Regions from separate parts of the Mus musculus genome. Here region 2 is linked to region 1. A link is a contact called in public Hi-C data. All regions are on one chromosome and are shown on one strand. Each heading gives the region's core, a stretch centred on a gene start, on an enhancer-like site or on the middle of the called end of the contact. The rest is flanking DNA. Distances are from core to core; before and after follow the strand shown. Region 1 holds the start of Mrap2 (melanocortin 2 receptor accessory protein 2). Region 2 holds the start of Cep162 (centrosomal protein 162).

The links. A called contact is a pair of places that touch in the nucleus more often than the background predicts.
Region 2: a Hi-C map of reprogramming fibroblasts shows a contact between it and region 1, with 2.2 times the contacts expected there. The contact joins the promoter of Cep162 here to the promoter of Mrap2 in region 1. A contact is called at or near these places in 3 of 39 promoter capture datasets (embryonic stem cells, epiblast stem cells and liver), 9 of 484 Hi-C or Micro-C datasets (Sertoli cells, cerebral cortex, embryonic stem cells and 5 more), 2 of 115 datasets of contacts at active chromatin or transcription factors (bone marrow-derived macrophages and embryonic stem cells) and 2 of 9 other capture datasets (adipose tissue and pancreatic islet).

Annotation. Positions count from the first base shown.
Region 1 is chr9:87,142,395-87,147,418 of GRCm38.p6, forward strand. Mrap2 (melanocortin 2 receptor accessory protein 2) reads left to right here and starts at 1,912. Exons shown (of 5, transcript NM_001177731.1): 1 at 1,912-2,003; 2 at 2,137-2,281.
Region 2 is chr9:87,253,319-87,258,342 of GRCm38.p6, forward strand. It overlaps Cep162 (centrosomal protein 162), which reads right to left and starts at 2,214. Exons shown (of 27, transcript NM_199316.2): 1 at 1,945-2,214; 2 at 614-730. The coding sequence starts at 670.

The DNA of each region.
Region 1 (5,024 bases), core at 662-3,161:
ACCTGGAGGGCATCATCCTGAGTGAGGTAACCCAGTCACAAAGGAACTCACACAATATGTACTCACTGATAAGTGGATATTAGCCCAGAAACTTAGGATACCCAAGATATAAGATACAATTTGCTAAACGCATGAAACTAAAGAAGAACGAAGACCAAAGTGTGGACACTTTGCCCCTTCTTAGAATTGGGAACAAAACACCCATGGAAGGAGTTACAGAGACAAAGTTTGGAGCTGAGGCGAAAGGATGGACCATCTAGAGACTGCCATATCTGGGGATCCATCTCATAATCAGCTTCCAAACGCTGACACCATTGCATACACTAGCAAGATTTTGCTGAAAGGACCCAGATAGAGCTGTCTCTTGTGAGACTATGCTGGGGCCTAGCAAACACAGAAGTGGATGCTCACAGTCAGCTATTGGTTGGACCACAAGGCCCCCAATGGAGGAGCTAGAGAAAGTACCCAAGGAGCTAAAGGGATCTGCAATCCTATAGGTGGAACAACAATATGAACTAACCAGTACCCCCCTGGAGCTCGTGTCTCTAGCTGCATATGAATCAAAAAAAAGGCCTAGTTGGCCATCAGTGGAAAGAGAGGCCCATTAGTCGTGCAAACTTTATATGCCTCAGTACAGGGGAACGCCAAGGCCAAGAAGTGGGAGTGGGTGGGTGGGGGAGTGGGTGGGGGAGTGTGTGTGGGACTTTTGGGATAGCATTGGAAATGTAAATGAAATAAATACCCAATAAAAAAAGAGAAAAAACAAAACAAAACAAAAATAGTGAAACTACTTAAAAAAAACTATGAATCAGCTTTCTCAGATATCATTTCCAGGAATCCTTTTCTGGCAGGGCCTTCCCATGCAGTTCTCTCAGCATCCCTCTCAGTTTCCCGCTTGGGTTTCTTTCTGTAGCTGTCCTGGAACTCTTTCTGTGGACCAGACTAGCCTCGAATTCAAAGAGTGCTGGAATTAAAGGTATTGCACCATTGCTGCTCAGTTTATGTTTTCTTATTTATAAAACCAATATGGCCGTGGATCTTCTCATGTGGCACACACACACACACACACACACACACACACACACACTAAGGGACATCTCAGAGACTGGCTCTAAGGCATTGTTCTTTCCCCATACACAAGCCTGGTTGTTCTCTCACCTCCGTGTTACAGAGTAACTCTAACTCTGAACCCCCCACTCCCACCCCCACCCCCACCCCACTCCCGCTCCCCAACTGCCCTATTTTCTTTTTGTATTTTTGCCCACACTTTACTCAAATAGCCCTAGTTGTATTTATTGGCAATGTTTATTGTCTGTCTCTTTACTAGATACATCCTTTGGAAAGCTGGTGTTTGGCACCGGATACAGATTGAATGAACAAACAGATGCAGAACTTCGTCTGTCTGTCAGGGAGCATGGCTGTTAACTTGAAGCCTGCTCCCAGCCCCCTGCTAACTCTTTGGGGTCAGTCTGAAGGGTGTTTGATGCCCCTTGGCATCTGTACCTATAGTATGGAGGAGGCACCCAAAATCCAAGATAGTAATTGAAGCAGTGCATTCTGTAGAACTCTAGCCTCGCTGAACTTGAACGCAAGGCTGAGAATAACTGGCCTCTCTGTTCATGTGGCCCCATTTCATCTTGATCAGCTCATGAGAGCTTGTACCCAAAGCTGACCTTAAGACACCCACTACAGAGCCGGAGAGGATAAAGTGTCCCTGGACATCTTTTCTTTCCTTTGCTCGTTGCAGGTTCTTACACACACTGGGTGGTGGTGGTTCATGTGGATCCCTAAGGTTGGGAAGGCGGCTCAGGAGCTCAGCTACAGCCTCTGTGCCCAGTGCCGCCTCCGCCGCTAGGTCGCGAGCGCGCGTCTCCACCGCACCGCGGCGCAGGGAGCGACTTGCACAGCTCTGTTCACTGGCGGCGGCGGCACGGCGGCGGTGAGGCTCGAGCACCGGAGGAGCTGAACCGTGTAAAGCCTGCGGTAACCCAGGACAGGACGGGGTGAGGGGCTAGCCTGGGGTCCGGGTGCCTTTCAGTCTGCATGCGTGTTGGGATTGGAGTGGGTGAAGATGAGAAGGGTGGGAAAGAGTTATATCGGGGTTCAGACCTAGAATAGCTTGCTGGTCTTTTGAAGGACTCCTAAGTTCGAAGCCTGCTTTGCTGCTGAGATCACCCCTTGCGGCCCAAGGAGTCAGGAAATCCTGCATATAGCTCCGCGGGCTGAGCTGAGCATCCAGGGGGCGCAGGGCACCACGACCCAGCCACACCCTCTGCCGCAGGTGAGAAACTTTCCCGCCGCCGCCAGGGTCTGGGGAACCTGCACCTTCAGACCAAGGGTGTGGTCCCCCGGCCCCAGGATGCGCGCCCCCTGCAGTGTGTCTGTTTCTCAGGATTAACCTGCGTAGATAGGTTTGTTCAGATTGGAGAGCCAGCGGGTGGTGGGTCACCTTACCCGTGAGGCTGCAGTTGCAAGTCCCTGCTGCGTCCTTCTCTGCCCCGTTCTGTGTACTGAACCGGGGAAGGCCTTCTGAGAGCAAGTGCGACAGAAAACTGTTCTGATGGATGCTTCGGTTCCCACAGCGCTTTAGATGACATGGAGCCCCGGATATTGTACTCGATTTAACCTGTCAACGATGAAGCAATCGGGCATGTTTTGAGAGCAAAAGAAGCTTGGAAGAAGGTGTCCCTGGCGATCCAGGGAAGAGAGAGAAAGGAACTGTCACACATAAATTAATCCTTAAGGAACTGTCCCCTCCCCCAAGTAAGTAGTAGTATTTCCAGCACACAGGTGAAAAAAGATGAGAGAGCTAAGTATATATTTTTTAACCCGACTCCACAAGCTAACCGTGGGGGCGGAGAGAGATCTGAAAACTAACGCTGCGATTCCAGGCAGGGAGCACAGCAGCATAAACAGGTACCAGAAAACGGCCCCGGGATGCGAGGATCCATCCAATCAGACCGGCTCTGATGTTAATAGCATGGTGGCAGTACTGACCTGACGGGGTAAGGGGGTGGGGCGAGGATAACTAGCTCCTTCCGGAAGGCAGAGTACTTGGAGAATACTTGGAGAGGTCTTGAAGTCCGAAAGGAGCAGTTTGAAGCCTGAGTAGCTAGCACCCTGGAACAGTGAAAGCGTTTTAGAGTCACCTCGCACAGGTGTGAGGGAGGGGAATAGAGCCAGGAGACTTTTCAAAAGATGGAAACAGTCTCCCAGAACAAACGCTTTTAAAAGATGGCTCAGGACTACCCAGGAAAGCATTCCCAGAGGGAATTTATAGCTAACTGGGCTGTGGATGAGGGCTTGCCATCTCCACACTTCTACAAACGTGAGTGATGAGTCATTAAGGTAATGATGCTAGCCTCGTAGGTGGCAACCAGCATTTTGAAAACATGGGGTTCAATAGAATAGACTTGTGCGCGCACTCTGTGTGCATGTGCATCGCGTGTTATTTCCGTGTTGTTCATCCTGCTCTCCTAGCCTCCCCTCTAGGCTGACCCGCCTCTGCTCACCCAGGGTCTTCTTTTACTTTGCAAATGACATCGGTTTCACATTCTCCCAGTTTCTATTGGCTAGCTGATGCTGGGGGCATTTGACCACTCAGAAGCCACTGAAATCTGAATGTTTGGGATCTGAAAGATCTGTAGAGTGACTCGCTGAGGCGCTTCCTCATCTATGGTCTGTCTCCTTTAGTCTCAGGCCAAAGTGACCGTTATCCCCATACAGCAGAGGACCTACAGATACATTGGAGTCACCAACCCTACCATGGTAGACAATATAAAGTGCATCTAGCTTTGTAGAATCTTGGACGGCAACCTCCTGCTATATCAAACAACAGGCCAGGCTAGGGTGGGGTGGGGGAGGGGCGGGGGCAAATCGAGTAAGTAGGGCTCTGTCTCTGTGCCTTTTCCTTCTTGGTACCACTTACTCTGACAGAGATATATGGTGGTGGGAGACACTGATTAAAGCTGCAGTGACTACAGATCTGAGGGGAACTGTATGGGCAAAAGATACTAATCCTAGAATTTTGGGCACACAGTCAGGTTGAAGTGCTAGCTCTACATCAAGGTTCAGAGACAGTTTTAAAATAGAGGACACAGGGCTGGAGAGATGACTAGGTGGTTAAGAGCACTGGCTGCCCTTCCAAAGGACCTGGGTTCAGTTCCCAGCATCCAAACTGTCCATAATGCCAGTCCTAGAGGATCTGACAGTTCTTCTGGCTTCCCTGGGCACTGCACACTCGTAGTTAGTAGAGTACTTGCCAGATAAGTGTGATGCCTGAACTCAGGTCCCTAGCATGCACATTAAAAATGCCAGATGCTGCGGCTGTGATTTAGCTGTTACAGAGGGAGAGACAGGGGGCTCGCTGGCCCGCTAGCCTTTAGAAATCACTGAGCTTCAGACTTGAGAAAGATTCTGTGTCCAAAAGGTGGAGTGCAATAGAAGAAGTCTCTTGCTTCCCCACACAAACATGCACACACATGCGTACACACACACACACACACACACAGAGAGAGAGAGAGAGAGAGAGAGAGAGAGAGAGAGAGAGAGAGTCAGATGAATTGCATAGATTTGTAAATTCCATTGCTTAAGAAACTGAAGTACAGGGATATGGTTGAGGCCATTGTGGGCTACACAGTGGGTCCTTGTCTCAAAGAGTTGGGGGTGGAGGCAGAGGTAGGAAGAGGAGAGGAGAGGAGAGGAGAGGCGAGGCGAGGCGAGGCGAGGCGAGGCGAGGCGAGGCGAGGCGAGGCGAGAAGAGAAGAGAAGAGAAGAGAAGAGAAGAGAAGAGAAAGACGAGAAAGAAGAGAAGAGAAGAGAAGAGAAGAGAAGAGAAGAGAAGAGAAGAGAAGAGAAGAGAAGAGAAGAGAAGAGAAGAGAAGAGAAAGACGAGAAAGAAGAGAAGAGAAGAGAAGAGAAGAGAAGAGAAGAGAGGAGAGGAGAGGAGAGGAGAGGAGAGGAGAGGAGAGGAGAGGAGAGGAGAGGAGAGGAGAGGAGAGAAGAGAAGAGAAGAGAAGAGAAGA
Region 2 (5,024 bases), core at 964-3,463, 110 kb after region 1:
AGGGATAACCCAAGGCTGGAAGGACAAAGAGCCAAGAGTAATGGTTAAAGGATAAGGGTTTCCTTTTAGGAATGATACAGGCATTCTGCAACTGACTATGGTGAAGGTTATATAATTCTAAAACAGTTGTCATACAAACTTTAAGTGGGTGAACTGAATGGTTTATGAATTGTAACTGAAGAAAATTAACTTTAAAAAAAAATTAGGTTGAACCACTCCCTTATAACCAGAAATTGAGCAAAATATTTGTTCAACATGGTTCTCTTTCTCTCTCTCTCCGTCCCTTTCCCTCTCCCTCTCTCTCTCTCTGTGTGTGTGTGTGTGTGTGTGTGCATGTGTTTGTGTTTGCATGTGAGCGCGTGCACACATGCACCTTGGAGGGAATGCTGCATTCACTGGGACCGCTGGGTAGACTGGGTGAGAAGATGGCATTGAGCTAACAGGCAGCAGCATTTGAAATGAGTCGAACTGAGGACGGCTGGATAATTCTGTAGGTGCAGGTAGAAGGGATGAGCTGATGGGGTGGTTTATGTTTTCAGAAGAAAGCACTCAAGGATGGATCTTACAAGATGAATTTACAATAAATATTACAATAAATACAGCTTGAGCTTACCTCCTTCATAAACCGTTCAAATTCTTCATCAAGGTCTACTTTGAAATAGTGAGCCATGGTTAGTAATTTTCACGTCACAAAGCAAGTATCTTAAAATTATTCACAGCATTGGAAACACTAAATGACAGAAACAGATGGAAAAATAAACACCTCTGGAGGAAAACAATCATTAAACATCATTAAAACAACACTACTTTAAACTTCAACTTCTCAAGACAGTTTTATATATGTACACACATATATATGATGTAACTTGACAGTTATATTGCAATTACGAGACACCATTGGAGGTCTAATTCATTGAAGCTAACTGACTTGGGAAAGTAGCTTATGAAGTATGTCTTCTCAAGGTTGATCATTACATTTCATCCAGTCGCTAAGAGGTGGGCTCCAGGATCTTTTCCACTGTATATGTATTTGTCTCTGCTAATACCTCTCAGAATCCAGGTCCTCACAGAGAATATTAAAAAAAAAAAAATTAAAAGAGCAGGAGTGGAAAGACTAATATTTTTTCTTGTAAAGCACAGTATACAGGTTGTGCTTCCGGATTCACGTATTTTCAAATTAAGGGTTTTGCAAAATAGACTTTCTATAATCAGGATTTTTTTCCAGACATAAACTAAGTGAATTTATAAGACTCAGAATATAATAAAGAATTTAGTGGTGCATCCCAGAGATTTCTACACTTAGGAGACAGACAGCTCTTTAGTTGGGAGGTTAGCCTGAGTTACAAGCCTGAATTTCAGGTTAGTCTGAGCTATATAGTGCAATCCTGTCTTAAAACATCCCCAACGAGCACAGAATACCCTTGGAAGTTAATGACACACATTAACTACTATTTATGTTTCTCTTGAAGCAAAGGCAGGCTAAAAGAAACAATGCCGCGAGCACCTTTAATGGGATCTAGTCAAGTTGTCTCAAAGCTGGACTTCAGCTAGGAGAGGCCATCTTCAGATCTGTCCTAAACCTTTGGATTTAACTCTTTAGGGCAACACGAACAAACGCTAGTTTTCTTTTCTAAGGGACGGCAGCAGGTTTGCCCACCATCTTTCAGTGGAATACTTAGTGCTTTTATTTGCATTTTCGACTAAGAGGTCTTAGGGTCAGGATGAGGAGTTGGACAAACAGGTTAGTCAGAGGCAAACCCCACGAAAGGGCCCTCAGCTCAGTCCAGGCTGCAGGAAGCGCAGATTTGGGGGCTAGCTCGAAGCAAAGACTTGGAGTCCCGACAGAGGAGCGGAGTAATGCGCAAAACAAAGTTCGGAGACCCTGCCTGAGGTACAACCTGGAAACAACAACAGGGTCGCAGACAGCCACAACGCCTCACCTACCTGCTCCTGGGAGCCCGCGCTCTCCCGGAAAGTCCCGGCGAGCGGGCTGTTGTCAGGGCAACAGACCCCTACAGGCGGGCTCCCGGGTGTCACGTGATCCTGCCTGCCACGTGACCCAGGGAGCAGCCAGACAAGCTGTCAGTCTTCTGGTGACTCTCAAATAAAGATTGGAACCTTCACGGCTCTGCAGGATGTGGCGGCCGTAAGGGACGTGGGCGCGGCAGCAGTGTGCACATCCCGCTTTCTCTTACTCCCGGAAATCCCGAGCTCAGCTAGCCGGCCGGGAAGACCCAGGCGCAAGCGCACCATCTAGAGCCAGCGCGTGGCTTTCTGGGAGTTGTAGTTTAGTCCCTTTGTGCTCGTCCTTCCGCAGCGAGCTGCTCTTCTTTCCAGCCTTTCCCACCCTTTTCATTTGAAGGCTACTGTCCAGGTTGAAAGTTTTAAAAACGGTGTAAGAGGGTTGATTTCCTTCAAGTAATAAGCCTTGTGTGGGTGTTATGAGAAAAGTACAAATGCATTAGAAATAATTCCGGTGTTAGAAGAGATGTCCGCCACCCAGTGGACAAGCATTTGAAAATACACAATACCAAGATTCTCAGTGAGAGCCTTGCACTAGTTCAGCAGCTCTGGTTTTTCTGGTATCCTGCTTTTCAAAGCTCTCTTCTGCAGTGGTTTGCTTGAGTTTTTATTTTATTTTACTTTTTTACCCGCTCTCTCTCTCCTCTTTCTTTCGCTCTCTGGATACGTATACACAGGCACACCAAATCAGAAGACAACATTTTGGAATGAAAGTAAAATCTTCAAACAGTAAAGGTCTTTGCCTCTGGTATACATAGTTCTGTACCTCCTTTCTGGCCTGAACTTTTCACTCAACAATGCATATTGACATCTGAGTGTGTACAAGCCAGAAACTATCCGATTAAAATGCAATAATAGAGACCTGTTTTAAGCTACCATTTTAAGCTTGGTGAGAGCATTATGTACATTATTTAAATTTTACAATTTACAAGTCAACTTAATTCAGCTTATGGCTTTTCTTTTAGTACATACTGAATTGAGCACATTCCATGCCCTATAGACGTGGGTTCCGTGAAGCAGACAAGTAGCCCAGACAACTGTTAAAGGAGTGCGGCAAGAAGAGCTATGGTGGCTAGTCATGTACACAAGCTGAGAAAGTTGGGGGATTTTTTTCCACTTGAGGTCTCATTTCAGTCTCACTCACCATAGTTATTTTTTACCATCAACTTGTTAGGGTCCAAGATCTTGGGAGAATGATACCCTAAACTAAGTAGTATGCAAAAGCAAAGAATGTTTATTCAGCAGAATTTCCTGCAAGGAGGGGTCTCCTCATTCAGGAATGGACACATGTAGTGAGTGGGCTTGCAGGCCTAGCTTTTATATTTGTCAGTTAGGGGAATTCCAGGGAGGAATTTGTGCCATTTTGCCTTGATTGGTTAGCTCTATCTCTAGAAGTTTGACTGATTCTACAATTGGTTAGGGCTCTGGAGACTTCCCAGGTTTGGGGTGGGGAGGGATCTCTTATCCATTCTAGATACCTATTCTTACTTCAGGCCAGATGACAAGGTGTCCACAGATTGGCTGCCTGTGGCTTGGTTTGCTGACCACAGGTTCCTGGACTTAGGGTCTCATTTCTGGGAAACAGAAAGTTAGGCCTCGTCTCCCAAACTGTTAGTTTATTTTCACCTTATCCATCTTTCGTTAGATTTTCCAATTCAGCTTTACCCGCACCAGACTACTAAAACAATTCTTGGTGGGGGTTGCTAATTTTCTCATAGGGTGTTGCAAGATTGTAGAAAACAAATTTCTATGACATAACCTTAGTTAATATGAAAACCCTATTTGTGCTTGTTCTAGATTTCCCTTTGAGCTCTAGTGTTCTCTTACGCGCGTTTGCGACCGGCCAGGAAAGACGCAACAAGCCAGAATCTTCTGCGGCAAAGCTTTATTGCTTACTCAGGAGCAAGAGAGGAAGAGCGCGGCAGAGAGAGGCAGAGAGGAAGAGAGAGAGAGACGCAGAGAGAGGCAGAGAGAGGGGCAGAGAGAGAGAGGCAGAGAGCAGAGGAAGAGAGCAGAGGAAAAGACGAAGAGAAAGAGACAAAGAGACGAAGAGACGAAGAGAGGGAGTGCCAGAACCCCGTCCCTTTTAAGGAGAATTATCCTCCACCTAGGACGTGTCACTCCCTGATTGGCTGCAGCCCATCGGCCTAGTTGTCATCACGAGAAAGGCAGAGCACATGGCGGGAAAACTGCCCCTGCACATGTGCAGATTATTTACTACTTAGAACACAGCTGTCAGCGCCATCTTATAATGGCAAATGTGAGTGCGGCTCCCCACAGTGTTCTATGTATGATAACCTAATTCATATATATTCACATAATACCCTAGAAACATCTCTCTGTAGACCAAGCTGGCCTCCAACTCAGAGATCCATATGCCTCTACCTCTTCAGTGCATGCACTATGCCCACCACACACTAGAGCCATCTCTAAAGTAATAGAAGCCTTGCGTTTTTGCTTGTGTGTATGCATGTGTGTGAGAACACCTGAGTGTGCATGTATATGGAGGTCATAGGTTGACGATTGGATGTCTTCTTCAACTGTTTTCTACCTAATCCATTAAGGCAAGGTCTCTCACTAGAGCCCAGCGCTTACGATTGACTAGTCTAGCTATCCAGCTTGCTCTGAGGATCCCCTGTCTCTGCCCTGAATGCTCTGATTACAGCCATCTATTACTCCCCACCTAGCTTTTACATAGTGCTGTGGATCTTAACTCTGGTCCTCATTCTTGCACCACAAACACGTTACCCACTGAGCCATTCCTTTCAGCCACAGAAGCCTTGATTTTATTCTTTTCATATACTTATTTCTCTAATTCTCATGTGACATAGCAATTACTTGACATAAATCTTGCAGTTTTCTCTTCCCTATATGTACTCAATCATGCCAAACTACCTTTGAAATGTGTCTTCCTTCAATTCACTTCTCTAAATCTTAAGTGCTGATGTTTTGACCCACAACATTATTTCCTGAACTACTTCCCTAACCTCCTGCTTTTTCAC